3 separate regions of the Rattus norvegicus genome follow, and regions 2 and 3 are each linked to region 1. The links are chromatin contacts, called in public Hi-C and HiChIP or PLAC-seq maps. All regions are on one chromosome and are shown on one strand. The core of a region is the stretch at or near the end of the contact, and the rest is flanking DNA. Distances in the headings are between cores, read along the strand shown. Region 1 overlaps LOC102554306 (a long non-coding RNA gene). Region 2 has its middle 440 kb from the start of Tmem161b. Region 3 overlaps LOC108349917 (a long non-coding RNA gene).

Region 1 (3,511 bases), core at 442-2,941:
GGAGAGAGAGAGCACAAGGGAGAAAAGAAGAAGAGGGGGGTATTTAGCAAGTTAAGAGGTTAAATATTTGAACAGATTCGTAAATATATAGACAGCCCTTGCAATTTGGGGTGTGTAATAATGCCTTTTGTGGTGCTGTCTGGCTGGGAGGGTAAGCAGAGGACCTTCCCTGCCACCTTTTTTTACTGGGAAAACAACTGGGAAGCTCCTGGGTTCACAAAACTAGATCAGTTCCCGTCTTTTGGAGAAAGAGAAAAATGCTGTCTCTACCGTGCTTTCAAAAAAAATAATAAAAGACAAACCAACGGAAAGCATAGCAAATGAATGTCTAATTTCTTAGAGATTTTTAAAGAAGCGTTTCAGAAAGCTATATTCAGGCTGAAGTCATTTCGAAGTATTGTTTGAGCGAATAGGTTCCAGCACTCAATTATCTAAGATGCATTAATTATTTCTTTGAATCCAACTCACTTTGGTAACAAGAATGTATTGGTGTGGGTCTTAGAAACCCTTGGCTCTCTGACATGTTTCATAGCTGAATAGGGTGGGTTTCTTTTTCCGACAATTGTACTGAGCGCTGCTGCTGATCTGTCCTCTGCCTGTGCCCATGGGCGGAGGACACAGGCTGTGGGTGTGTCCCGCCCACAGACGCGCGTGCGTGTGTATTGTATACATGTATTCTCTAGTGTGTGCCTCAAATGGAGCCATTTTCCCCCTTTTAGCGCCCTGCGTGTATTAGTAATATGCAAATAGAATCATTCTGCTTGAGTATATTTTGGAGGGGGAGGGGATGAACCATTTTAATTCTGCTCTAGTATTTCTTCGGCAATATTTTCTCTGCGTGTGAATTTGCATGAATGCATTTTCTGAGGTGTGGATTCTGTACGTGTGCGTGTGTGTGCTTGTGTGTGCTTGTGTGTTCAGAAAGACCATTGGCTCGTCAGCGGGTGTGTGCTTCAGCGTGTGAGAAGCATGTAGACTCTGAGGACCTTGGGAGCAGCCCATGTTCTCTCCGGGTGATCTGTCTGTATCTGCCCTTGTGTTTTGTGTTCTTGATGTGATTGTGTGCGTTATTTACATGCGTGCTTCTATTCTTTTGCCTTCGTGTAGTGCTTTTCTCTACAGTCCACACATCTCACATATATTCTTTTATCTTTTGGCAACATGCCTTTTTTGTTCCTCGAAGGATATTTATTGATGTGATAATCTGAAATGAAAAGTGGTCTCCCATGAAGGAGATGGAAGAGAAAGGAGCGTTCATCTTTCTTAATAGACGGGGCAGTGCCAGTTGACTGGATCACAGGGTTTCTCTGCACTTTCTGCGTGAGCCTGCGTGTGGGGGTGGGGGCGGGGACGGCTGAGGGAGGACGGAAAAGGACCCTTTAAGCAGAACAAAGATAGGACATCGCGCCTCCTGGCGTCCAGATCGCATACTGCATCTACCCCGCTGCTGCGACTTTCAGAAATCAGAATTCAGAGATTTTTCTCCTTAAACCATTCAGGGGCCGCCTCTCAGACCCAGCCCCCGGACCTCAGCCAATCACCGGACGCCATGCAAATCACCTCTTTCGCCCTCCAAACCAGCGTCCAGTTTAGCGGCAGTTTCTGCAGCCCCGCCCATCTTGGTCCTTCCCTTCCCTTCCCCCTCCCTCCTCTGCCTCCGACAGAGCAGCAGCTGCTTGGGAAGAGGGCAGTGCTGGGTGCTTCATGCATATGCAGACAGATCCATCCTCCCCCTCCACCCCTCCTCTCACTCCCTCCTCTCTCCCTCTCCTCCCGCCCAGCTTTTCCTCGCTCCCCAGCCCCCACCACGCCGCCCATTAGTATCTCCCAGCCTCCTCGACGTGTAGTTCCCAGCTCTGGTCCAGGCAGCTGCTATCCACAAGGATGCCCAGGCGCGCCATAGGAGTCAGAGAAGGAGAGGGAGGAAACCTCTGCCTTTGAAATCCGCTCGAAGGTCAAGTTTGTGGCTTGCGGTGCGGGGAGCCAGAGACGTTGAAAATGCTCTGTTGAGTCTGCAGGAAGATGGTGCATGCTTCCCTTGGCTTTCTCTCACTAAAGAGCAGATTAATTTCTCTAAAATACACAAAGTACCGGTCACGTCCAGAGGCAGGGTGATGATAGATGGCTCCGCGTGCCCACAGTTACAGTCTGTATTTATCTTGCACATCAAGGTTCCTTAAGCCACAAAGCACTGGAGAGGAGATCAAAGGGCGTTATATCTTCTTAGGTGCAGGAAGGGTGGGGAGTGCGGCTAGCCCGGAGAGCGTTGGCGCGGGACCTGCTTGAGGTGGGCAGTTAAACGATAACTCCGGAAACATGACCTGGGGCCCACGGAAAGGAAAAAATAATAATTCTGTGAGAAGGCCAATATGCTATTATGCATATGCAGACTGCGTCCAAAGCCCTTTCGAGACGCCCTAAACGTTTTCAAGTTTTGAATACCTCGCTGAACTGACTTAAAAGTAGGGGGAAATGTCACCGTGAAAACAGCGCTTGTAGAGTGCTTGGAGATCCACTAAGGAGAAAGCCGAACTGTGGAATGACCTTGTTTTATAGATCTACTTCAGCCCCGAAATACCTTGAGGACTTTCTAAAGGGAATTGCAGCAGTTTCCCCTCAAATCTTACTCGGTGGAGAAGGGAGGGCATAGCAAATTTAAAACTGCACTTTGTTAAGATAATTTACCGACCCCCCACCCGCTTTTTAAAATCCAGGGCGTATTGTGTGCTGAGCATCTTCCAAGCGAAGCGCTTCATGTATCTCCCAGTTCTCAGGTGCCACGGAAATTAGGGAGAAAAAAAACCAAAGAACCAAAAACAACAACAACAAAAAACCCCAGCAGCTCAGAGCGGTCTCTGCCCTTGAGCTGCTCCGGCGCTAGCAGGAGGAAAATCTGTAGGTGGTGCTTCACAGCCCAACCGGAAACAGCCCCGAGAGCCCTCAGACTGCAGTGAAACAGCGACTTGGTACATTCCTATAGTGGAATACAGGGCGGCAGCAATTAAAAGTGAATGGACGATCTTGAAGGCAGTGTTGGATGAAAAAGCAAATCGCAAGAGAATGTGATATTAATACAATGTTACTGTCTATTAACATAATACTGTAACAGACCACAAAAACACAGAAAATGCATGATAGGAAGCATAACATCGTGTCGGGGAATGGGGTGTGGAAACTGGAGGAAGGAGAGGACATGTTTTAGTCACAACGATTCGAGCTCTATGAGTAATGCTTATTCCTTTTAAAGAACTAGAATATGAGGAAACATACTCACGGGAAGGCTTTATGGAAAAGCTGGCGCTGATGCTAAATTTAAAATCTTGAATATGATAAGCAGAAGGAATCGGAATACTCGGAAGACAATTTTCCTGAATGGGGGAAAGAAAAGTGTAGCCCACAAGAAGCTTTTACAGTCTTGAATTAAGATTTCAATCTACAGTGAGAGCCACTCTTTTGGGGTGCTCGATTCTGTAAGCTTTATGAATTCACAGGCAGGGAATAGTTGCAGAAG
Region 2 (3,511 bases), core at 316-2,815, 310 kb after region 1:
TGTTTGGTAGTGTTTAGTGTAGCGGCATATGCCTTTAATCTCACTTAGCACCTGGGAAACAGGTAGGCAAATCTCTGAGAATTAGAGGCCCACTGATCTACATTGTGAGTTTTAGGCTCTTTAGGATGCCTACCTAGTAAGACCTCATCTATGGAGCAAAAACAACAACAACAACAACAACAACAACAACAACAACAACAAACAATAAGGTTTGTGTGTGTTTGTGTGTATGTGTGTGTGTTTTCTAGAATATATTTTTACACAGAGAACTGGTGTATGAAATGTTCATATTTCTGAACCTCAGAACTTCTCCAATATACTTTAGAATCTACTCATTTAAAAGATTCAGGATGCCAATGATTTAGGGAATTAAATGTTGTACTGTTTTAAATTTACTGAATGACCTTATACAAAACAGTACATCTTTCTTTCTCAATTAATATGTGAGACAAAGTTTGAACATTATTCCATATGAGTAACATAACATTTAATTCATAGTACTTAAAAATTTACATAGACTATGTGAATAAAAATGTTTCCCATGCCATATTGAACAGGTCAATATTTTCTGTACTAATTTAATACCAGTAAAATGGTCTTGTATATATAAAATTTAATGGGCAATTCACTTCTTGGTTAGATCATTTATTAAAAAGTCACATTTTCCTGCATTTCTGGTTGATTATTTTTCTCACTAAATTTACTGTCTCATCAAGGCAGTGTTTGTTCATTTGGAGAATCATTTAACATGGATTGTACTGTGGGGACCTGAGATGGAACTTTTCCTATTTAAGAAAATAGCCACTCTGTATTTAGATTCCTGTAGGGGACACTTCAGGAGAGTGATGTTGCTATCTCATGCCTACAAATTCCTCATCTGGGTCTGGAGTCATTGCTATATCTGTTCATTCAAGATAGCTGTGCTTAGCAATTCAACAATTCAACATGATGTAAGTTGGCTCATCAACAAAGCCAGTACCCTCTGGGGATTGGAACAACACTTCCTGTGTTTGACTCTGCTTGCTCGGAAGTTGTTTTAAGTCCAGCACTGCTGGTGAAGTTTCCCCTGGTGCACTGAATGTTCATGCCATGTCAAAAGGCCTTGACCTTTTCACTCATAGAACAAAGGGACTGGAAACAAATTATGCTCAGAGAACGGGTCAAAGAATAACAACTCCAACATGAAAGAAAACAAAGAGTCTGACCTCCTACACAAGCCATGAATACAATTTCTGAGCCTGAGAGTATATCTTAAGACAACAGTCTCCTTCACCAAAATGTATTAAGTATACTATGTACCATGTATCAGTGTAAGTATACTATGTACCATGTATCAGTGTAAGTATACTATGTACCATGTATCAGTGTAAGTATACTATGTACCATGTATCAGTGTAAGTATACTATGTACCATGTATCAGTGTAAGTATACTATGTACCATGTATCAGTGTGCTCTGAATCCTCCCACTCCGGCTCTGCCTTGGCTGTTTTTGTAGAACACAGTGGACTAACTCCTGCTCTCCCTACTCCTCTGTCCAGCTGGAACTATTCTAGTCCAGGAGCTGTCCACCAGAGATGAGTCTTCAGAAACAGTGACTCATCAGCAAATTCTGCTCCCCCCTGCTAAGAGTATATTTAGTGTAAAAGCCTGGAGGATGCAGCACAGCCAAACACATGAAGGGACAGAATTTGAGTGGGAGGGAGAGGACAACACTAAAATAGAATTGCAAGAAGCCACAGAATTGCAGCCTAGCCTAGCTTTCCCAGCAATGTGGCTGCAGCAACACCTACAGTTCCCCTCCAAGAATGGCATGCCACATTAATGCCATGAAAATAAGCTCCTGGTGAACCTCTTTGAACAGAGAAACATACTCTAAAATATTCCTATGATACAAAAGAAAAATAAAATGATTTTGTGCTTCATTGTAGTTCCCAACAGAAAAATACTTTTTCTTTGTTTAAGTGCAATTAGGCAATTCTGGCCTAGGGGATAGCTGTGTAGAAAACTGTGTTAAGTGAACCAATTGTAGATCAGATGCTTATGATGGACTTTCAATCAGAAAACCAATATAACTTTGATACAATACCAGGACCCACTCTCCTCGTCATTCCCTCAGCTTCATTCCTGAACAGAAAATTTTACCTTAATTAATTAAACCATTATTTAAATGTTCTCTTCAAACACATGAATGGAAATTTTGCTACTGTCTTAGGTTATCAGACTTCTGAGTTCAAGTCAGCATTGGGCAGCAGTGGTCACAAAGCTATCCACCAAGGGTCCATGGCACATGGGACCCACATATATCTTTGTTTTTCTCAGTTATTACGAAGTGAAGACTTTTAAAAATAAAGAATATTTCTTGTATAGTTTTGATAATTAGAGAATATTCACTGTAGAGCATGAGTTTACTTGTGGCTATGTATCTCTCATGTGCTCCATTCATCACCTACCTTCCTCCTACATCTCTCACACACTCATCTCCTCCCTTTTTCTCAAATTGTCCCTGACCACTTTGTTTAATGTTTCCATCAGTGTATATTCACTGTACAAACCCATGGGTTTCTTATCTTGATCTTTACTTAGTTTTTCAAAATCAGCCAAACCTCACTTATGTTGCTCACACTAACTTCAAACACAGGATTTTCCAGCTTCTGCCTCTTAAAGTCAGGGATTACATGTTTGTAGCTACACGACAACCACATGTGGCTTGACTTTCTGTCCTTTTTCTAAAGCAAAACAGTTTTTCTCCTATTACCACCTACTTTTCTTAAATGACCATGACACTGAATTTTAATATTATAACTAAAAAACATGCTACAAATTTCTTCAGAAAAATTCATCATTTTCAGCACTTTAATAATTCAAAGGTATTAGACTCAAAGTTTTATATGCCCTTAAAAAACTACTGATGTTATTGTTTTTGTGTGCATGGAATCTTGATTTCTTTTATGTTTTAGAAAATGAATAGCATAAGGGAAATCAGTCCTAATATAAAACTCAAAAGGATTTTAAAACAAGAGGTAGATAGCACTCCATTTTTTTGCCAAGTAAACAAGGTGAGAAAAATAAAAACCCACAAAATGTTTACAATGGTTCCATGAGAGTTTAAATATTTTGGGCAGGAGAGCAAATTGATTCCATTTTCTCCCCTGACCATGCATTTATGTGTATATATGCAACATATGTATATATAAAGCACTATGCTATAGCACTATGCTATATATCCTGTGTAAAAGCACATGTATGTGCACAAGCACTTAGGTAAACACACATATATTTATGTATTTGAACAAATACTTTCACCTCTAGAAGCTTACTTTAGTAATTCTTAATTTTGAGGAAGACCATAGACATTTTGCCCAATATTGCTTGTTTTTCTGAACTACAATAAGCAAATGTGTGATTATAGAGAAAAGTCTGAGCAAAGTTTCAGTTTTTAATGTGCTAGTAGAATATTATTTGGACAATGAATAGTGGTTTGACCAGATGTTATGACATGAAAGATGGTG
Region 3 (3,511 bases), core at 705-3,204, 290 kb before region 1:
AAGAAGAAAATGAAAATCATTACTTAAAGAATAAAATAAAATGCACAGCATTAAGATGAACAATGCATAGATTATTGATTAAAATGTTTATAATGTAAAAACTTCTATAGCACTGAAATTAAAACTGTCAGACCCCCCAACCCCCAGGAAAATACAGAGTTGGAGATTGTTCATAATCTAACTGTGTCCAATTATGTTGTTATCTATGGACACTGTTAAGATGTTTACATCAGTTAAGAAGCTCATTTTTATAGTCATTTTTTAATACCCAGAAAAAGGAGCTTGGGAAAGAAGCTTGGCTGTCAAGTGGGTCTGCGCACCTGAGAGTGGGTCTGATGTGTTTTTCTGTTTGGGCACTTGACTAATCTTTCCCTGGTGCAATAAAGAGAATTGTCTCCCTGCTTTCTAGCACTTTGGTGATAGCAGATTAGGATCCCAAGTGAGTGAAGCAAGTCTAACTGCATCAGGAACCACACTAATCTAGAAAGATACCAAAGAAAATACTTTGGGATCTAGATGCTGGCTGAACTTCAGGAGGCCAAGAGGCAAAACACACCTACCATAGCCTGACACAGGCAAGAAGACCTCAAGGCACAAGGCGTCAGCACACACAAAGACAACCCCAAAGAAAACTACAGTTACAGCATCAGGGTACCCAAATACAGTTTAGAAATGGCCTAAAATTCTCATGTGGGAACGGAAGGTTAACTATATGATTAAGAGATATATTGTTCTGTTTTTAATCAAAAAAGAAAGAAAGAAAGAAAGAAAGAAAGAAAGAAAGAAAGACTTCATATTTTTTTCCCTCTCATATATAAAATTCTCATTCTGAATTTACACACGGGCACTAGAAGTATGGTAATTAACAGAGTCAACAATACAATATTTTAACAGAACCTCCACCTGCAGCTGGTTCTTTGCTTGTAATTGTTTTATTATTCACTTTATTTCTTGAGCATGCACTGGTGGGAAGCAAAGAAAGGCATACTGTAGGCCTCTCTCAGATGAAACGCTGTAGCGAAATCTGAGTTTTATACTTGGTTTTCAAACTATTGAATAATATCCTATGAGACCTCTTAGGTCTTAACTGGATTAAAATGAATATATTTGTGCTCCTGCTCTTCAGCTAACTAATGTGCATGTGAATTGACGCTGCAAGGGAGCTACACTGAGAGTAGATGCAGGGGACAGGCCGAGTATAGCTGTGCAAAGGAGTGGGCAGGCTGCCTCTGCCTCAGACAAAATGAAAATGAGCAGGCCTTGGGGTCTGGTGCATTTTGTCAGGGCCAGGAGAGCAGCTGAGCTGAGGGATGAAGGGGGAGGGGCAAGGGAGGTGGAGAACAGGGTGTGTGTGTGTGTGTGTGTGTGTGTGTGTGTGTGTGTGTGTGTGTGTTCGCTCTAAGGTTTTAGTTATGACTGAGCATGAGGTTTTTGTTTAGTTGTCTCCCAGCATAAACAGCCCTGAGTTTCAGGTTCAGGGTGGAGTGCACCCACAGGGAATGTCAACCCAGTTCTCTTTCTGGCCTTTCCATGTGGTTGCTACTCAGAATGCCGCCGTGGCTGGGAAGAAGGAGTGGGATGGGGGGGGGGGGGGTGAAGTAAGAGCCGGGGGTCTGTCTGCAGCTGCCCCTCTCACACTCGAATAAAAGAACTTTTTTTTTCAGGGGTAGGGAAGCTGTGAATACCTTTCCCAATAAGAGATGAGGCATATTGAAAACTATATTAAATTACCCTGATTAACAATTTAGCCACGAACAGGGGAGCTTTGGGAGATCTCTATAGGCAGGACTGGGGGCTATTCATGCCAGCAGCTAAGAGGTCGAAAGGTTTCTGAAGTTCACAGGCTCAGAGCCTTTGTTATGCTAACAGACAATCTCAAATCAGCTGCCTAGTGGAGTGTGAAATCTAAATGATTTCTTGAGAACTTCCAGTAAGTTGTCACTCTTGCTCTCCAAATGCCAGGACAGGCTGCTAATTTCTAGCAGGCCCTTTTGCAACATCGCTAGCCCTAAATGAATGCCTTTGTAGTTCAAATAATCTTTTCAAGGGAGCTGTCCTATCATCATAGTCCAAATGCATCTTGGTTTTGACTATTAAATGAAAATCAGAGCTCAGCCGTGCTTGACTTTTCCAAGCAGCCGATGTTTGGGAAGGGTGGAGGCAGCTCTCATGCACAAGAAGTTAGCACCCACTGCAGGAGGGCCAGGGCATGAATAACAGCCAAGCCATGGCCACCCCAACTCCAACCCCCACCCTTAGCCCTACCAGGAAAAAAGCTCCTGGAGAGATTTACAGGGCGCTCCCCTCAGGCTGGACTACCTTCGTCTTTCAACCATACCAACCCTTCTCTGATTTATGAACCCTCTGTCCGACAGGACAGCCAGCTGACCTGTTAGCATCTCACTGGTCACTTTGAAGCAGCAACTTTAGGGATGAATATATTCATTCTTCAGGGCAAATGAGGCCAAGAGGAAGGGGACAAGGTGTATGTCCAGGATGCCCTTAGTATCAGAAGCCTGTGCATTTTTTTCTCTTTTTCCCATAAGGGCAAAAGCACGGCTTATGATCTTAGGTGGAATCTGTGAGCATGTCCAGAGAACTGTCTTAGCTCTTCATGTCTGAATCCCAAAGCTTTGAAAAATAGGAAAAACACCACCAGTCCAAACCTCAAATAAGTTCTGAGAGCAACAAGGAGAATGTACTAGAGGAAGAATGGACCAAATCTAGCAACCTAGTGGGAAAGGGTATGGCCAATTTATAAAAGTAAACCATGAAGGAGAGAGAGGACAAAGCAAAGTCTGTAACACCGGTCTCCATCAGTCTGCACAGAGAAGTAACAGCAGCAACCCGGCCCTTAACATTTTGGGAGAGTATTTCTGACTCCATACCCTCGACTTTTTTGTTGAAACACTAAAAGGTCGTAACATCTCTGCATTCTCTGAATAGAGCAAGCCTGATTTCTGAGGCAACAGAAACAGAATGGGGGAAACAAACAAATGAGTCATATCTCTCAATGTATTCTCACAGTAAGTTGGTGAACAAGTGAGCAATACACTGAAGACACTCTCGGACTCTTAGAGAGCTATCCATGCAGAAGAGCTGAAGGCCTAGGTGCTGCTCCTCATCCTCACCCAACTACAGTTTCTAACTACTGTTGCTATAGCAACTAATGTAAACAAACACTTTCTTCTTCCTGAGGTAACCAGGACTTTAGGACCATACGCTAAAACATAAATTACAGAACAATATGAAAAAGTTCTATATCTTCCACCAGCTTAAAAAGTATAAAGCGATGCATCCAAATGTTATTTTATACAAACAACCAGCATACAAGCATCAATTTGAAAAGAACCCTGGGATTTAATTCAGAGACTTCGGTCAAGATAGTAAAGGGACTTTTAGATTATTGTTGTTGTTCACATCCTTATTTCAATTTTAAAAATCTGCAAGTAACATTGTTTGGGAGAACTAGTCCAGATCACTAACATTAAAGAGGAAAAATTCACAATCT

Evidence for each region. Hi-C and Micro-C count contacts between places; a contact is called where the count stands out from the background. HiChIP or PLAC-seq counts read pairs in DNA pulled down with a chosen protein or histone mark.
Region 2: a Hi-C map of prefrontal cortex shows a contact between it and region 1, with 5 times the contacts expected there. The contact joins two enhancer-like sites. A contact is called at or near these places in 3 of 12 Hi-C or Micro-C datasets (Schwann cells, frontal cortex and prefrontal cortex) and 1 of 1 datasets of contacts at active chromatin or transcription factors (oligodendrocytes).
Region 3: a contact with region 1 is called in an H3K27ac HiChIP or PLAC-seq map of oligodendrocytes, with 4 times the contacts expected there. The contact joins two enhancer-like sites. A contact is called at or near these places in 2 of 12 Hi-C or Micro-C datasets (frontal cortex and prefrontal cortex) and 1 of 1 datasets of contacts at active chromatin or transcription factors (oligodendrocytes).

The regions. Positions count from the first base shown.
Region 1 is chr2:16,572,965-16,576,475 of GRCr8, forward strand. LOC102554306 (a long non-coding RNA gene) reads right to left here. Exons shown (of 4, transcript XR_590807.4): 1 at 2,092-3,511. Among named protein-coding and RNA genes, the nearest start is that of Tmem161b, 130 kb to the left of the region's middle. Within about 2 kb of position 1,692, at least 71 of the 93 cell types and tissues checked have an H3K27ac peak or open chromatin away from gene starts, as enhancers often do. A contact at or near this core is called in prefrontal cortex, where this site is marked.
Region 2 is chr2:16,884,121-16,887,631 of GRCr8, forward strand. No RefSeq gene overlaps it. Among named protein-coding and RNA genes, the nearest start is that of Tmem161b, 440 kb to the left of the region's middle. Within about 2 kb of position 1,566, at least 23 of the 93 cell types and tissues checked have an H3K27ac peak or open chromatin away from gene starts, as enhancers often do. A contact at or near this core is called in prefrontal cortex, where this site is marked.
Region 3 is chr2:16,281,212-16,284,722 of GRCr8, forward strand. All of the region lies in intron 1 of LOC108349917 (a long non-coding RNA gene), which reads right to left. Among named protein-coding and RNA genes, the nearest start is that of Tmem161b, 160 kb to the right of the region's middle. Within about 2 kb of position 1,955, at least 31 of the 93 cell types and tissues checked have an H3K27ac peak or open chromatin away from gene starts, as enhancers often do.